Regions from separate parts of the Sus scrofa genome. Here region 2 is linked to region 1. A link is a contact called in public promoter capture Hi-C data. All regions are on one chromosome and are shown on one strand. Each heading gives the region's core, a stretch centred on a gene start, on an enhancer-like site or on the middle of the called end of the contact. The rest is flanking DNA. Distances are from core to core; before and after follow the strand shown. Region 1 holds the start of FARSA (phenylalanine--tRNA ligase alpha subunit). Region 2 holds the start of PIN1 (peptidylprolyl cis/trans isomerase, NIMA-interacting 1).

Region 1 (6,828 bases), core at 1,224-3,723:
ATCCCTTTTGAACCTAGAAGTTTTGTTTTGTTTGGTCTTTTTGCCATTTCTAGGGCTGCTTCTGCCACATAGGGAGGTTCCCAGGCCAGGGGTCCAATCGGAGCTGTAGCTACTGGCCCACACCAGAGCCATAGCAATGTGGGGTCCAAGCCACATCTGCAACCTACACCACAGCCCACGGCAACACCGGATCCCCAACCCACTGAGCTAGGCCAGGGATCGAACCCGAAACCTCATGGTTCCTAGTTGGATTCGTTAACCACTGAGCCATGACGGGAACTCCTTTTGCCGGGCGGGGGGGGGGAGGAGGAAGAGTGCTGCGCCCCGTGGCATGTGGAAGTTCCCAGGTCAAGGATCAAACTCATGCCACAGCAGTGATGACTCTGGATCCTTAACTCGCTGAGCCATGAGGGAACTCTTGGAAAAGAGTTTTAAGGTCTCAGGTGAAACGATTTCTCTCCACATCTCGGTACCCAGAGTGTCAGAGAAGGACCCCAGGGGTCCACATTATATGCAGGATATACCCCTTAGGCTCTATGAAGAGGATGGATTTAGGTCACCCTAAAAGGGAGCAAGGCTGGGTGGGGCCCAAAGGGCCTAGCTCCCCTTTCATTTTAATTCCTACCTCTGTGACATTAGGAAAGTTGCTTAACCTCTCTGAGCAACTTTTACTATCCATGAGAGAAGAGTGTAGTGGACTCTACCTCAGAGTTGTTTTTAAGAGCAACTAAATTAACACACAGAAAGGATGTACAGAACTTAGCATGCAGCAAATGCTGTGTGCGTTCCAATAACTACTACTATTGTTCGTATTACTGTCATCATCCTTAGATTGAACTACATTAAATTGTGACTACTTGGTTAACGAACCGACTAGGAACCATGGGGTTGCGGGTTTGATCCCTGGCCTTGCTCAGTGGGTTAACGATCCGGCGTTGCTATGAGCTGTGGTGTAAGTCACAGACGCGGCTCGGATCCCGCATTGCTGTGGCTCTGGTGTAGGCCGGCGGCTGCAGCTCTGATTGGACCCCTAGCCTGGGAACCTCCATATGCCACAGGAGCAGCCCAAGAAATGGCAAAAAGACAAAAAAAAAAAAAAAAAAAAATTGTGACTACTTAGACATCTGTAAACAACAGATGTCAACTTCACCTCAATCAAGGTGCTGTCATCCCACATACCATAGCTTCAATTCCTGTTTGCACTGAGAACCTCAGACTTTATAGCCTGAGTGCCTGATTGCAAACCCAGATTTGCTTATTCCTTCTAGTGACATTGATCAAGTTTCTGACCACAGCTTAGAAGTTGACACATCTGCAAAATGGGGATAATAGTGCCATCATCCTAATATTACATCAAAGACTGGATCATAAATAAAGCTGAGACCAGAGTGTGGCACTGATTATGAGCCTGATGAATAAAAAGCCCAGATCTGTTTTCTCAGTCCCAGCCACTTGGATCCAGTCTCCTGGGTGGCTGACAGGTCTCTTAGCATCCTTCCTTTCTGGCTCCATCGCCCTTCATTTGTCCAAGTCGGAAGGCTGGGGTTTAGCTGTGCTCCCCTTACCTTGTCGTGAATCTCATTTCATTCTTTCTCTTGAATCCCTTCTCCATTCCAGTTGCCTCCCTTCAACCGAGGACCATATTCTCTACTTTGAGGATGCAGCAGCCTCTGCCTTTGTCCCTTCACCTCCAGTCCCACCCCTGCCAATCCTTCCCCAAAGTGATGTAGGCAGTACAAACATCTGAGTGGCTCCAGCTCCTGCCATGGCCCCTGTGAGATAAAGACCTAGAAGGCCTTGCAAATTCTGGCTCTGCTGGTGTTTTTCATCACCTACCTCCACATCCCATCAATTCCTAAAGTGCCATGGTTTTTCTCCTAAATGCGGAAACCCGACTTAGCTATCACCGCTTTTGGGATGCTCTCCCTGCTCCTCAAGGCCAGCTCAGCTGTCACCTCTGAATTCTCTGTATTTCTCCTTCATCACTCTGGTCACTTGAGTTTATCTATTAGACCGCAATCTCCATGACGGCACCAACTGCGTCTTTTTCGTCCACCATCACACTACCCACCCTCTCAGCCTCAATGGACATTTACTGCAGTAGGAACGTCCGGGCCCTCATTTATTCCTGACTCCCCGCCTGCGCACCCTGGGCTGGACACATATACAACTACCCCTAACCAGGCCTGACAGAGTTTGTTCTGGAGGCAGAGACACCTGGCAAGGGAACTGCAGATGCAAAAGCCAGGAGGCCCGGCTTGAAGGGCCCGGCTCACCTCGCCCAGTGTCTGCAGGCTCTTCACGGCACCCACCACAGCCTGGTGTTCTAAACCCAGCTGGGCTGCCACCTCTGCGCTGTCCAGGCCGCCATCAGCCGCCTCCAGCCGCCGCAGCAACACCTCCGGCACCGGACCGTCGGCCATGGCTGCTCCCAGTGCGCACGGCGTGTCCCTGCCGGCGGCCAGGGCAACCGGAAGCGGAACCGGCGTCCAGAGCGTTCGTCGCCATCTTGTGTGTGGCGGATCATGTCGTCGGGTCGGTACACCGCCATCTTGGGTGTGTCACTTGAACTCCAGAGCGAGTTAGGAGCCCAGACCTAGCTGGACTAGTGGCGTCTGGTTGACCAGAAGGGTCAAATCGATGCTGTCAACCACAGACTCACAGCATTGGGGGCGGGGTCAGCGTTGGCCACGATTGTGGCAAGCAGAAGTTCCTGGACCAGGGCTGGAACTTGCACCACAACAAGTGACCAGAGCCACAGTAGTGACAATGTTGGATCCTTAACTGCTAGGCCACCAGGGAGCTCCTCACAGTGTTGTTTTAAGCTTCTTCCAGCCCCATCTTCAGCAAGCTCCGTGACTTTGACCTTTCCCCTCTCTGGGCCTCAGAGCACTGTGCCCTTGGGGGATTCTTTTATAACCCACAAGAGGGCTGTGGGTGGTGGGCTGGCTCCAGACACAATCATCCTGCTGATGTCAACTACTTTGAAATGTTCAAAGGGAGGCTGGATAGGGACCAACCCTATTTATAGAGGGAGAAGGACTCAGTTAAGAGTCAAGGTAGCAGCTAATCTGTGTGGACAGTATCCCATACATCCAGGCCAGTGCTAAGTGCTTCGGGTTTGCTATTTCATTTTCCCAAAAACTGTATGATATATACCAATATAATCTCCACTTCACAGATGTGAAAACCGAGGCTTGGACAGAGATATGCCTTGTCTAAGGTTCTGCAAGGTGGAGATGGTGTGAGAAATTATAAACACCTCAGAGCCTGCCCTCTCCACCCCCTCTTTGCCCCAATGCTTTGAGAAGACCTATGTCAGGGAAATAATTTGTAGCATAGATCAGTGCTCACCTATAGAGATATAATTTGAGATGCAAATGTAATCTTACACTTCCTTGTAGCAATGTTAAAAACAAAAGGGGTGAAATTAATTTGAAGACTTTACAGAACCTAAAGTGTCCGAATTATTATTTCAACACTTAATATAAAAATACCAGAGAGTTCCCGTTGTGGCTCAGCAGGTTACAAGCCAACTAATATCCATGAAGATGCGGGTTCAATCCCTGGCCTCACTCAGTGGGTTAAGGATGTAGCGTAGCTTACAAATGAAGCTTAGATCTGGTCTTGCTGTGGTGTAGGCTGGCAGCTGCAGCTCCGATTCAGCCCCTAGCCTAGGAACTTCCAAACGCGGAAGATGTGGCCCTAAAAAGAAAAAAAAATTTTTTTTGAGTGTGGATTGTGTGTTAGGTGCTATTTTAAGCAGTATGCATTTACTTATTTAGCCATCATAATTGTTATTTGAGCCTGGAAAATGGGGTTACTGATATCCCCCTGTCTGGACTTTCAGTAAAGTCTTAACAAAAACTCAGAATGTACCCATCAAGGTCTCTCTCTCTCTCTCTTTTTTTTTGCCACAGCTGGCATGTATAAATTTCCAGCTAGGGATGGAATAGGAGTTGCAGCTGCCAGCCTACACCATAGCCACAGCCACCCCAGATCCCAGCTGCATCTGTGAACTTCACTGCCGCTTGAGGCAATGCCAGATCCTTAACCAACTGAGCAAGGCCAGGGAATGAACCTGCATCTTCACAGACAGTGCATCGGGTTCTTAACCCACTGGGCTACAATGGGAACTCTCTCAAAATCTCCTTCTAACTTCAAAATGCTTTACCCATTTTTGTTTAATTCTAGCAAGAACCCTTCTTTCCTTCCTTCTGTCACACATAAAGTAGGTTTTAAGTTTGTTCTGTGACAGGTGCTGCAGAACACCTGCAGGGGGATTGTGAGGTTAACAGGTACAGTGTCTACCTTCTGGCAGGAAGCACCAAGACCACATGTCCATGACACATGTGAAAGGGAGGGAAAGCAAGTCACTGGAAGTTCCTTTGGGGTCCTGGGGGGGATGGGGCAGGAGGGGTGCAGGTTGGGCACCCCTACTGGATACTGCCTTGGGGAAGGGGCAGAACCACAACTTCTCCAAGATCCCTCATTCCTCCCTTTTCTGAGTTCCCACCACTAGAGGGGAAGCACCCCTACCTACCCTCCTTCCAAAGTTCCCTCCCACTTCCCAGGTCCAGAGCCTATTTGCTCATAGTTTGGGAAACCCCCAGCTCTCCTTCCTCCTTCCTGTAGCCTAGGGGCAGGGAGCTGGTGTCAGTCACTGTCATGCGCCTCTGGCTTCAGAAGAAGGCTCCAGATTTAGGGGTCCTGCCCACCTCTCTTGGACCTTATCTTCCCCACCATCTGTCCCTTTTACTCCCTCCCCAACTGAACCCCCTGCCCCCTCCTCTTTAGCCGTTTAATTGCAAAAGCGAGCCGTTTGTGGGAGACCACAAGACAGTGACCCCTTTCAGTCTACCGGCTGAGGAAAGGGTGGAGGGTATATATTGGAGAGGCTCCAATAAAGGGAACAACCCTACGGAGCCACAGCCTGTAGTCACATCTTCAAGCCATCTGGGCTTCCTTCCTTTTGTCCCAGGACGTCCCTAAGATCTTTGAAAGCACTTCTGCCAGGCAGCAGCTGGCCAGCGTCGCTCCTCTTGGCCTTTCAGGAGCTCCTGTGACTTCAGAGAGGCTAGGTGACTTGACCCATTTCACACAGCAGCAGTCTTGACAAAGCGGCCAGGACACTAGGAGCCACATGGAGGAGAGAGCCCGCACTATCCCCGCAAGGCTGCATGGCTCTGGCGCTAGGGTGAAATGAAGCCCCAGGGCCCGGTGACCTCTGCCTCATCCTGGGCAGGGCGGGGTGACTGGAGAGAAAGAAAGAGGAAGAGAAAAAGAGAGGGTTGAATTAGAGAGGCTCCCCAAATTCGCAACAGAAAAAGGCTAGGAAAACCTTGCCCACCCAGCCCCATAGAGGGGATGAGCAGAGGCGAGGCTGGAACAGGGTCATAGCTCAGCGCAGTGGCACCTGCACTCGCGCGCGTTCTTTAAACGCCCAGCTGTGAAGACAGGCTCGCGGGCTAGGGCGGGGTTGGGCCGAGGTCTGGTCACATGACCTAGCCTGAGGGGCTGGAGGCCCCCACTCCACCGGTGGGCGTCCCCCACAACGCGTGGTCGACCTTCATTGGCCAGTGGTGCGGCCAATAGAAATCGGCCATCTGGGAACCCAGCGTGCCGAGGCACAGCCGAACATGCTGAGCCGACAAAGATCCAATGGAAAGGCAGGATTATAGCCACAGACCAATGATACGGCGGGGGAGGAGGGTCAAAGAGGCAGGACCAGGTTGGTTTGAGAGCGGGCCCGGTATAAAGGCTCGCGGCCGGCGGTAGCGTCCGTCCGTACTGCAGAGCGGCTGCTGGAGGAGTGACTTAAGGGGCCCGCGCGCCGCCGCCCCCTCGGCCCGCCATGCTGCTCCCAGTCCCACTACTGCTCGGCCTTGTCGGCCTGGCCGCCGCTGAACCCACTATTTACTTCAAGGAGCAATTTCTGGACGGAGGTAAGCTTTAGTCCCGCCTCGAGGCCTCTCTAACGAGGCGGCTGGCCACCTAGCCCATATCTGCGTGTCTTCTGTAATTACTGCTCAGAGGGCCAACACGGTAGTCTTCAGGGACTAAAGCCGCAAGGCGATCCTTCCTTCTCCGTCCCTGAGGAGCGTGGAGGGCGCAGCGGCCTTCTGCGGCCGGAGTTAGGGCTCGCCCGAGGCTCTCTTAAGCCATTAGAGATGTCAAACTAGAGGCCGGGGTAGGGGAAGTCAGAGAGAAGAATAGCTCTTTATTTGACCCTAGCAGCTTGTGGGTCTTGGTAGATGTTTTTTGGGGGGTGATGAGCAAGGCCGCGCTGACCTGCTCCTCTGGTCCCCTAGACGGGTGGACTGATCGCTGGATTGAATCCAAACACAAACCGGATTTTGGCAGATTCGTTCTCAGTTCCGGCAAATTCTACGGTGACCAGGAGAAAGATAAAGGTAAGAACCTAGGGATGGGTTCTCAGATCCAGGAGGACTTCCTGGAGGAAGCTCCTAATCATCACACAGCTTGGGTACCCCTAGGAACAGAGCAGGGGGAGGAAGGGGCAGTCGTCTCTATTTCCCACATAAGGGTACTCCGGGGATTGGGCTGAGCCGTGACCTCACTATCGTCCCTTGCTAGGGCTACAGACAAGCCAGGATGCCCGGTTTTACGCTCTGTCGGCCAGATTTGAGCCCTTCAGCAACAAGGGTCAGACGCTGGTAGTGCAGTTCACGGTGAAACACGAACAGAACATCGACTGTGGGGGTGGATACGTGAAGCTGTTTCCAGATGGTTTGGACCAGACAGACATGCATGGAGACTCCGAATACAACATCATGTTTGGTGAGGGGGCCCCACCCTGATCCTGAC
Region 2 (7,120 bases), core at 1,915-4,414, 2.6 Mb before region 1:
GAGCCTCAAGAAAGTGCTCTGAATCTCCCAAAGTCAAGAAGCTTACTGGGGTATAGCTACCATCTGAACCCAGGTCTGCTAGCCCCAAGGCTGGGTCCACCCCCCACCTACCCTGACTCACCATCAATTACCTGCTGGACAGGAAAAGAAGGGGCAGCCATGTGAGCCAGACTCATGCCATGAGCAGGCATTTTCAGGTCAGCCAAGGCCCCACCTGACAGCTGAGCTGGTGAGCCTGGCATGATTCCTACAAGGCCTGCTCTGGCCCCCGGGGGGAGAGGGACCCCCCCAGCCCTGTCTCCATCCCTGCTTACCGTTGATCAGCTCCAGAGCCTCCTCCTTAGTCCGGGTGATCTTCTCCTGCCGCCAGGATGAGGGCCGCCGGGACTGGCTGTGCTTGACCAGCAGATGCGAACAGCGGACCCTGGTGGGCTCTCCTTGTCCATTTTTGCTGCCGCCACTGCTGTTGCCACTTGGCCGCTCCCACTGGCTGGCATTAGTGATGTGATTGAAGTAGTACACCCGGCCTGGAAGAGGTGGAAGTGGAATTCAGCTGGGACCTGCTCACAGGACACCACTGGGAAGCCATGATCAGGGGCTGGCTGACGAACTACCTTTCATTCAGCAAGTCCCCAGTGCCACCAGGCCTTAGGGAGCTAGCATTCTAGCTGGGGACACAGACACCAAAGAAGCAAATGAGACCACCTTACAACTTCAGTCATTAATAAGGTCAAGGGGGGAGTGCAGGATTTTTGAGCACTAGCTAGTCTCAGACTACTTGTACTGCCTTACAATAAATGCTACACTTTCTTTCACCACCAAAAAAAAAAAAAAAAAAAAAAAAAGTTCAAGGGGGAAAATAACTGAAGGTTAGGAAGAGAGGAAGCCTCAGGGACAGAGAATGGTTCCAAGCATGCATTCAGCAAGGCCGGTCCAAATCTGTGGCTCCACCACACCCTCACATGTGATCTACCTTCCCGGGGCCGTGGTTTTCTCGCCTATAAAATGAAAATAAGGACAGTACCTGCCTGAAGGAGTGACTGTATGAATTCACATCTGCAAAGTACTTAGGACAGCACCTGGCACACTTAATTAAGAGTGTAGGAGGAGTTCCCGTCATAGCTCAGCGCTAATGAAGCAGACTAGCATCCATGAGAACTTGATCCCTGGCCTCGCTCAGTGGGTTAAGGATCCAGCGGTGCCGTGAGCTGTGGTGTAGGTCACAAATGTGGGTCAGATATAGCATTGCTGTGGCTGTGGCATAGGCTAGCAGCTGTAGCTCCAATTTGACCCCAAGCCAGGGAACTTCCATATGCCATGGGTATGGCCCTAAAAAGACAAAAAAAAAAAAAAAAAAAAAAGACTGTGGCAGCTACTAATATCTCCATGTTATAGACCACAAAACTAAGCAACCTTCCCTGGGTATTTACTCTGCTCCAGGCATAAAAGCCGGGGGTGGGGTGTGGTGGGGGAGATAGCAGGATCTGTACTCAGGTGTGCCAGATGCCAAAACTCTGCTCTTTTCCCCTCTGGAGTGCACTGTGCAGCAGAACTAGGGGCCAGCATTACTGGGGGCCAGATGTTACCCAGAGACTAAGGAGCATGGAGTGAGGGCTGCAAACAAGAAACCTGAGGCCACTCTCTGGCCTTTTGAGATAATATTCTGTCTAAAGAATGTGCATCTTCCAGGCTGCTCTCACCTTCTGAGACGGCCCACACTGTATCAATAAATCTACTTCTTATCTAAGGAAAAAAAAGAAAGAAACTTAAAGTAGGACCCAGTAGAGATAGGCTGTCATTCCAGGGGCCGAGTTTGTCTGGGTTATATGGAGGACTTCTGCCCAAGACCGTGAAGGGCTGGATGTCACCCAGGAGGAAGACTGTCAGGGTTGAGCTGAGCAGAAATGGCAGGAGTGGAGGCCCAGAACTGAGAAGAGCATCAGCTTTTTTGCTGCAGGTCCCAGCCACAGGGCTGCAAGCAGGGTGGGCCAGAGCTGAGCCAAACAATGCCTCTAAAACCTTGGCAATGGGTTCCATCTCCCTGAACCTGAGTGTACTCATCTGAAAAGTGAGGGCAAGGTGAGAGAATAAAGATATAACACTTCATGGGGTTAATGTGGAGAGTCCATCATGATGAGTGCAAAGTGCTCGACAGAGCTCCTGGCGTTCAATAAATTGGAATTATTACTGTGACCATGATGATTATGAGCTATGGAGGCAGGGGAGTGAAATGGTGGGCCTGCATCTCAGAGGTTTACAGTAACAAGGGCAGGGGGCTCTGGAGTTAGACTGGTATCTAACCCAGCCCCCAGCCCCTGAAATGAACGACTATGGGCGAGTTTCTTAAGTTTTCTGGCCTCGGTTTCCTCACCGGCAAACTGGGTGTTATTAACTACCCTACCTCTCAGAGTTGTGGCCAGAGTACACACTTAACACCCTTAGCACAATACTTGGCACTGAGATAAGACCTATTATTAACATTATTATGGGGGAAAAGCCCTAATCGGCTCCGAGCACAGAGACTATTCTCAGGCAGATAACCTGAATTCTCACATTATAGCAAACTCAGAATTCGGTGTGGATGGCAGGCACGTTAGCAGGAGGTTTAGGATTCGAAGCCAAGCAACACCCTGGGGCCACGCCCTGAGCATGGTGTTGGGGTGTCCTTCCCCAGGGGTGCCCCTTGGGCCCAGCAGGGTGCAAAGACATCCCCCCCCACCCCCGCCGGATGTCAGGTGCATTAGGCTGAAAGATGTCAGCAAGATCGGCAGGACCAAGGCCATTGCCTGGGGGAGCGCCGCGGGTACACTGTCCCCCTACCACCCAGGCAGCGCGCCGGGCCTCTCCGACCCAGTCCCTTGCCTCAATTTCCTCGGGTTCCCAGCTCCTCAGGCTCGCAGCCCCGGGGAGGGCCGGGGCCGTTACCCAGGGACAACGCGAAGGAGCCAAGACCCCACGGGAATCGAGCGGCCGCCCGCGTCCGAGGGACAAGCTAGAGCCCTGCTTCCATGGGCCCACACGGCCCCGCCCCAGCCCCGACCCCCGCTGCACCTGAGCTGCGGCTCATGCGCTTCTCCCAGCCGGGTGGCAGTTTCTCTTCGTCCGCCATCTTCCCTCCTGCGGCAGAGCCCGCTCCACCTCCGCCGCACCGCCTCTGCCGCCCGTGCCCGCCCACCACCGCCGCCGATTGGCTGGCCCCGTCACGCCCCGGGGCATGGCGACGACACTCATTGGGAACCCTAACTGTCCGGATTGACTCTCTGGCTTCCTATTGAGCAGAAGAAGGAATAGGCGGAGCTTCACATATTTCACCAGGGCTGGGCCTTCTTGAGGGCCTCACCCAAGCCCCGCCCTCCCCCTTTCCTCGGCCCCTAAGTGGTGGGAAAAGGACCTGAGCCCGCCTAATAACGCCCTTTGGCGAACTTCAAAGAAGTTTCGACCCCGCCTTTGCGTCCTTCGCTGCAGAGCCCATTCGATTGGCCAATGCCGCAGCAATTCCCGCCTTCTTAAGCCTACCCCCAGCCGGCGCCCCCACGTGGAAGTGCCTGGCTGGTGTGAGGGTAACCGCCGCAGAGGAGGTTCTTGGAAAAGGCACGCTGCCTTTGCTGTTACCATAGCAACCCAGTTACCTTGGTGATGAACAGCTAAGAACCCAGAAGCCTAAATTTGGCTTCTCCACCCTCCCTCTTCCCACCTGTTCCTTCCACATGCCCAAAGCTAGCCCACCTCCTTTTAGTTTTGTGTAAGTCTCTTTCCCTATGCTACTTACCTAGACACCTTCCACTTCCTTTAGAATCTACTTTACTTCACTTATTCCCTCACAGTCTGGCTCCTGTCTCCATCCTGGGTGACTGGTAGGTGTTGGCATTGCCATTCAGATGGGGACAAGGGGGAAGGTGCAGGTGGGAAGATGAGGAACTCAGTTTTGAGTCAGTTTAAACTTAAGTCTGGCACATGTGGGACACACCAAGGAGGTGGTTGGAGACCTAGGGCTGGAGACAAACATGGGAGTCAAAACACCAACAGGGAAGAGTTCACTTACAGTTCATCTATAGCACAGGCACTTACGTAACCGCTGAAAAGAATGAGGCTCAGTGACATGAAACGCAGAGGAACACGTCTATGACAAATTACAGAGGTAGGATGCTGTAGGTTAAGAGCATTCAGGAGTCAGATTGCTTTGGGTTCAAAGCCTAGCTCTACCATTTGCTATTACCTTGAACAAATTACTTAACCTCTGCACTTCAGCTTCTCCATCTGTGAAATGAGTTTAAGAGATAATACATATCGTAAATACCTTTGATATAAAGATTAAATGAGTTAATAATCTATATAAAGCACTCAAAAGCAGTATCTGGTCTTAGCAAGGATATATGCTGCTCAGTGGAAAAAAAAGTCATTGTACAGTGTAGCAATTATAGAATGTATGAAAGCATAACAAAACCAAAAAAAAAAAAATTCAGCAAATAAAGGTTAATTTGAAAGAATGACATCACTTACAGAAAGATATCAAAGCTTTAAAAAGGCCTTAAAAAGCAAGCTGCTGAACGGTATGAATGTTATTAGAGTATGCATACTTAGTTGTGTAAAAACTGCAGTTTTATATCACAGAAAATTTCTGGATTCATTCAAATATATTAATGACTAACTTAAGCTCTAATGTAACATTTTGATTCTTTTTTACAAGCACATATTAGCATAATAATAATATTCCTTTTTTTACAGATAATTTTAGACTTAGGGCAGAACTGTAAAAAACTGTTCAATGCCCTTCACCCAGCCTTCCCTTATATTAGCTTCTTACATAATAGAACAGAGGTTCTCCACCAGGGGTGATTTTGTTCTCTAGAGGACATTTGAAAATGTCTTAAGATCTTTTTGGTTGTCACAAATGAAAGAAGAGAGATGCTACTTGCATCTAGTGGATACAGGCAGAGGATGTTGCTGAACATCCTACAATGCACAACCTCCACAATAAAGAATCATCCACCCTGCGAGTTCCGATCCTGGCTCAGCGGTAATGAACCTGACTAGTATCCATGAGGATGTGGGTTCCATCCCTGGCCTTACTCTCTGGGTTAAGGATCTGGTATTGCTGTGAGCTATGGTGTAGTTTCCAGATGCAGCTCGGATCCCATGTTGCTGTGTCTGTGGCATAGGCCGGCAGCTATAGCTCCAGCTTGACCCCTAGCCTGGGAACTTCCATGCATCATGGGTGCAGCCCTAAAAAGGCAAAAAAAAAAAGAAAAAAGAAAAAAGAAAAAAGAATTATCCACACTAAACATCAAGAGCAGCAAAACTGAGAAATTCTGTCACAGAATAATGATCAAAACTAGGAAATCAGGAGTTCCCTTCATGGCTCAGCAGTTCACAAACCTGACTAGGATCCATGAGGATGCAGGTTTGATCCCTGGCCTCACTCAGTGGGTTAAGGATCTGGTGTTGCTGTGAGCTGTGGTGTAGGTTGCAAACATGGCTCAGATCCTACGGTGCTGTGGCTCTGGTATAGGCCAGCAGCTGTAGCTCCAATTTGACCCCTAGCCTGGGAACTTCTGTATGCCTCAGGTGTCGCCCTAAAAAGCAAAAAAAAACAAAAAACAAAAAAAAAAAACACAAACAAAAAAACTCACCTAAGACATCAACATTGGTACAACACTATTAACTAGACTTTAAAAATTTCCCAGGAGTTCCCGTCATGGCGCAGTGGTTAACGAATCCGACTAGGAACCATGAGGTTGTGGGTTTGGTCCCTGCCCTTGCTTAGTGGGTTAAGGATCTGGCATTGCTGTGAGCTGTGGTGAAGATTGCAGACACAGCTTGGATCCCGCGTTGCTGTGGCTCTGGCGTAGGCCGGTGGCTACAGCTCCGATTTGACCCCTAGCCTGGGAACCTCCACATGCCGCAGGAGCGGCCCAAGAAATGGCAAAAAGACAAAAAAAAAAAAAAAAAAAATTTCCCAGCGTTCCCGTTGTGGCTCAGTGGTTAATGAATCTGACTAGGAACCATGAGGTTTGGGGTTCAATCCTTGGCCTTGCTCACTGGGTTAAGGATCTGGAGTTGCTGTGAGCTGTGGTGTAGGTTGCAGACGTGGCTTGGATCCTGAGTTGCTGTGGCTCTGGTGTAGGCCGGCGGCTATGGCTATTGGACCCCTAGCCTGGGAATCTCCTTATGCCGTGGGTGCGACCCTAGAAAAGACAAAAAAATAAAAATAAAAATAAAAGAATTTCCCCATTAATACCTTTTTCCCCTTTTTTTCTTTTTTGGCTGCCTCACAGCATATGGAGTTCCTGGGCCAGGGAACTGACCTGAGCTGTAGTTGCAACTACATCACCTGATCCTTAACTCACTGTACCAGGGCAGGGATTGAACCTGAATCCTAGGGCTCCCAAGACACTACTGATCCTGTTGTACCACAGCAGGAACTCCCTACTAATAAACTTTTTATTTTTATTTTTGGCATGTGGAAATTCCTGGGCCAGGGGATGAATACCAACCACAGCTGCAACCTATGCTGTAGTTGCAGCAATGCCAGATCCTTTAATTCACTGTGCCACAGCAGTAACCTGGCAAATATCCTATTTCTGCTTAACTTTTGCAAACTAATTTTAGCATCTATTAGTGCATCTTGCCTACAGCAATTATTACTATGGTGACTCAAGGGTGGGTAATTTCCTATTTCCCTCTTTCCTTCTACAATTAACTGAAATCCTTTTATAATGAGGTGTCCCTTCTCTCCTATTCATGTACATATGGTTATTTATTTATATAAGCACAGGCTCGAGGCTATTTATTTTATTCTTTGGATTGTAGTCCAAATTATTATTATTTTGTTGTTCGAGTTGTTCTTTTTATCTGAGCACTACTTCCTGGTACACAAGATGCTCCACTCAGCTTGTATTTTCCCTACCCTAGCTCTGGAACCAATTACTTCTCCCAGGAGCCCTGGTTCCTTTTATTGGAGAATATTATTTAGAAACCAAGATCTGGGAGTTCCCATCGTGGCTCAGGGGAAACCAATCTGACTGGCATCCATGAGGATGCAGGTTTGAGCCCTGGCCCTGATCAGTAGATTAAGGATCTGATGTTGCTGTGATCTGTGGTGTAAGTTGCAGAGGGGGCT

The links. Promoter capture Hi-C pulls out the DNA fragments that hold promoters and counts their contacts.
Region 2: a contact with region 1 is called in a promoter capture Hi-C map of liver, with 5 times the contacts expected there. The contact joins the promoter of PIN1 here to the promoter of FARSA in region 1. A contact is called at or near these places in 1 of 5 promoter capture datasets (liver) and 2 of 47 Hi-C or Micro-C datasets (embryonic fibroblasts and liver).

Annotation. Positions count from the first base shown.
Region 1 is chr2:66,101,038-66,107,865 of Sscrofa11.1, reverse strand. FARSA (phenylalanine--tRNA ligase alpha subunit) reads right to left here and starts at 2,473. Exons shown (of 13, transcript XM_003123337.4): 1 at 2,277-2,473. The coding sequence starts at 2,423. CALR (calreticulin) reads left to right here and starts at 5,792. Exons shown (of 9, transcript NM_001174133.1): 1 at 5,792-5,945; 2 at 6,312-6,413; 3 at 6,598-6,801. The coding sequence starts at 5,855.
Region 2 is chr2:68,711,942-68,719,061 of Sscrofa11.1, reverse strand. PIN1 (peptidylprolyl cis/trans isomerase, NIMA-interacting 1) reads right to left here and starts at 3,164. Exons shown (of 4, transcript NM_001244371.1): 1 at 3,052-3,164; 2 at 315-527. The coding sequence starts at 3,109.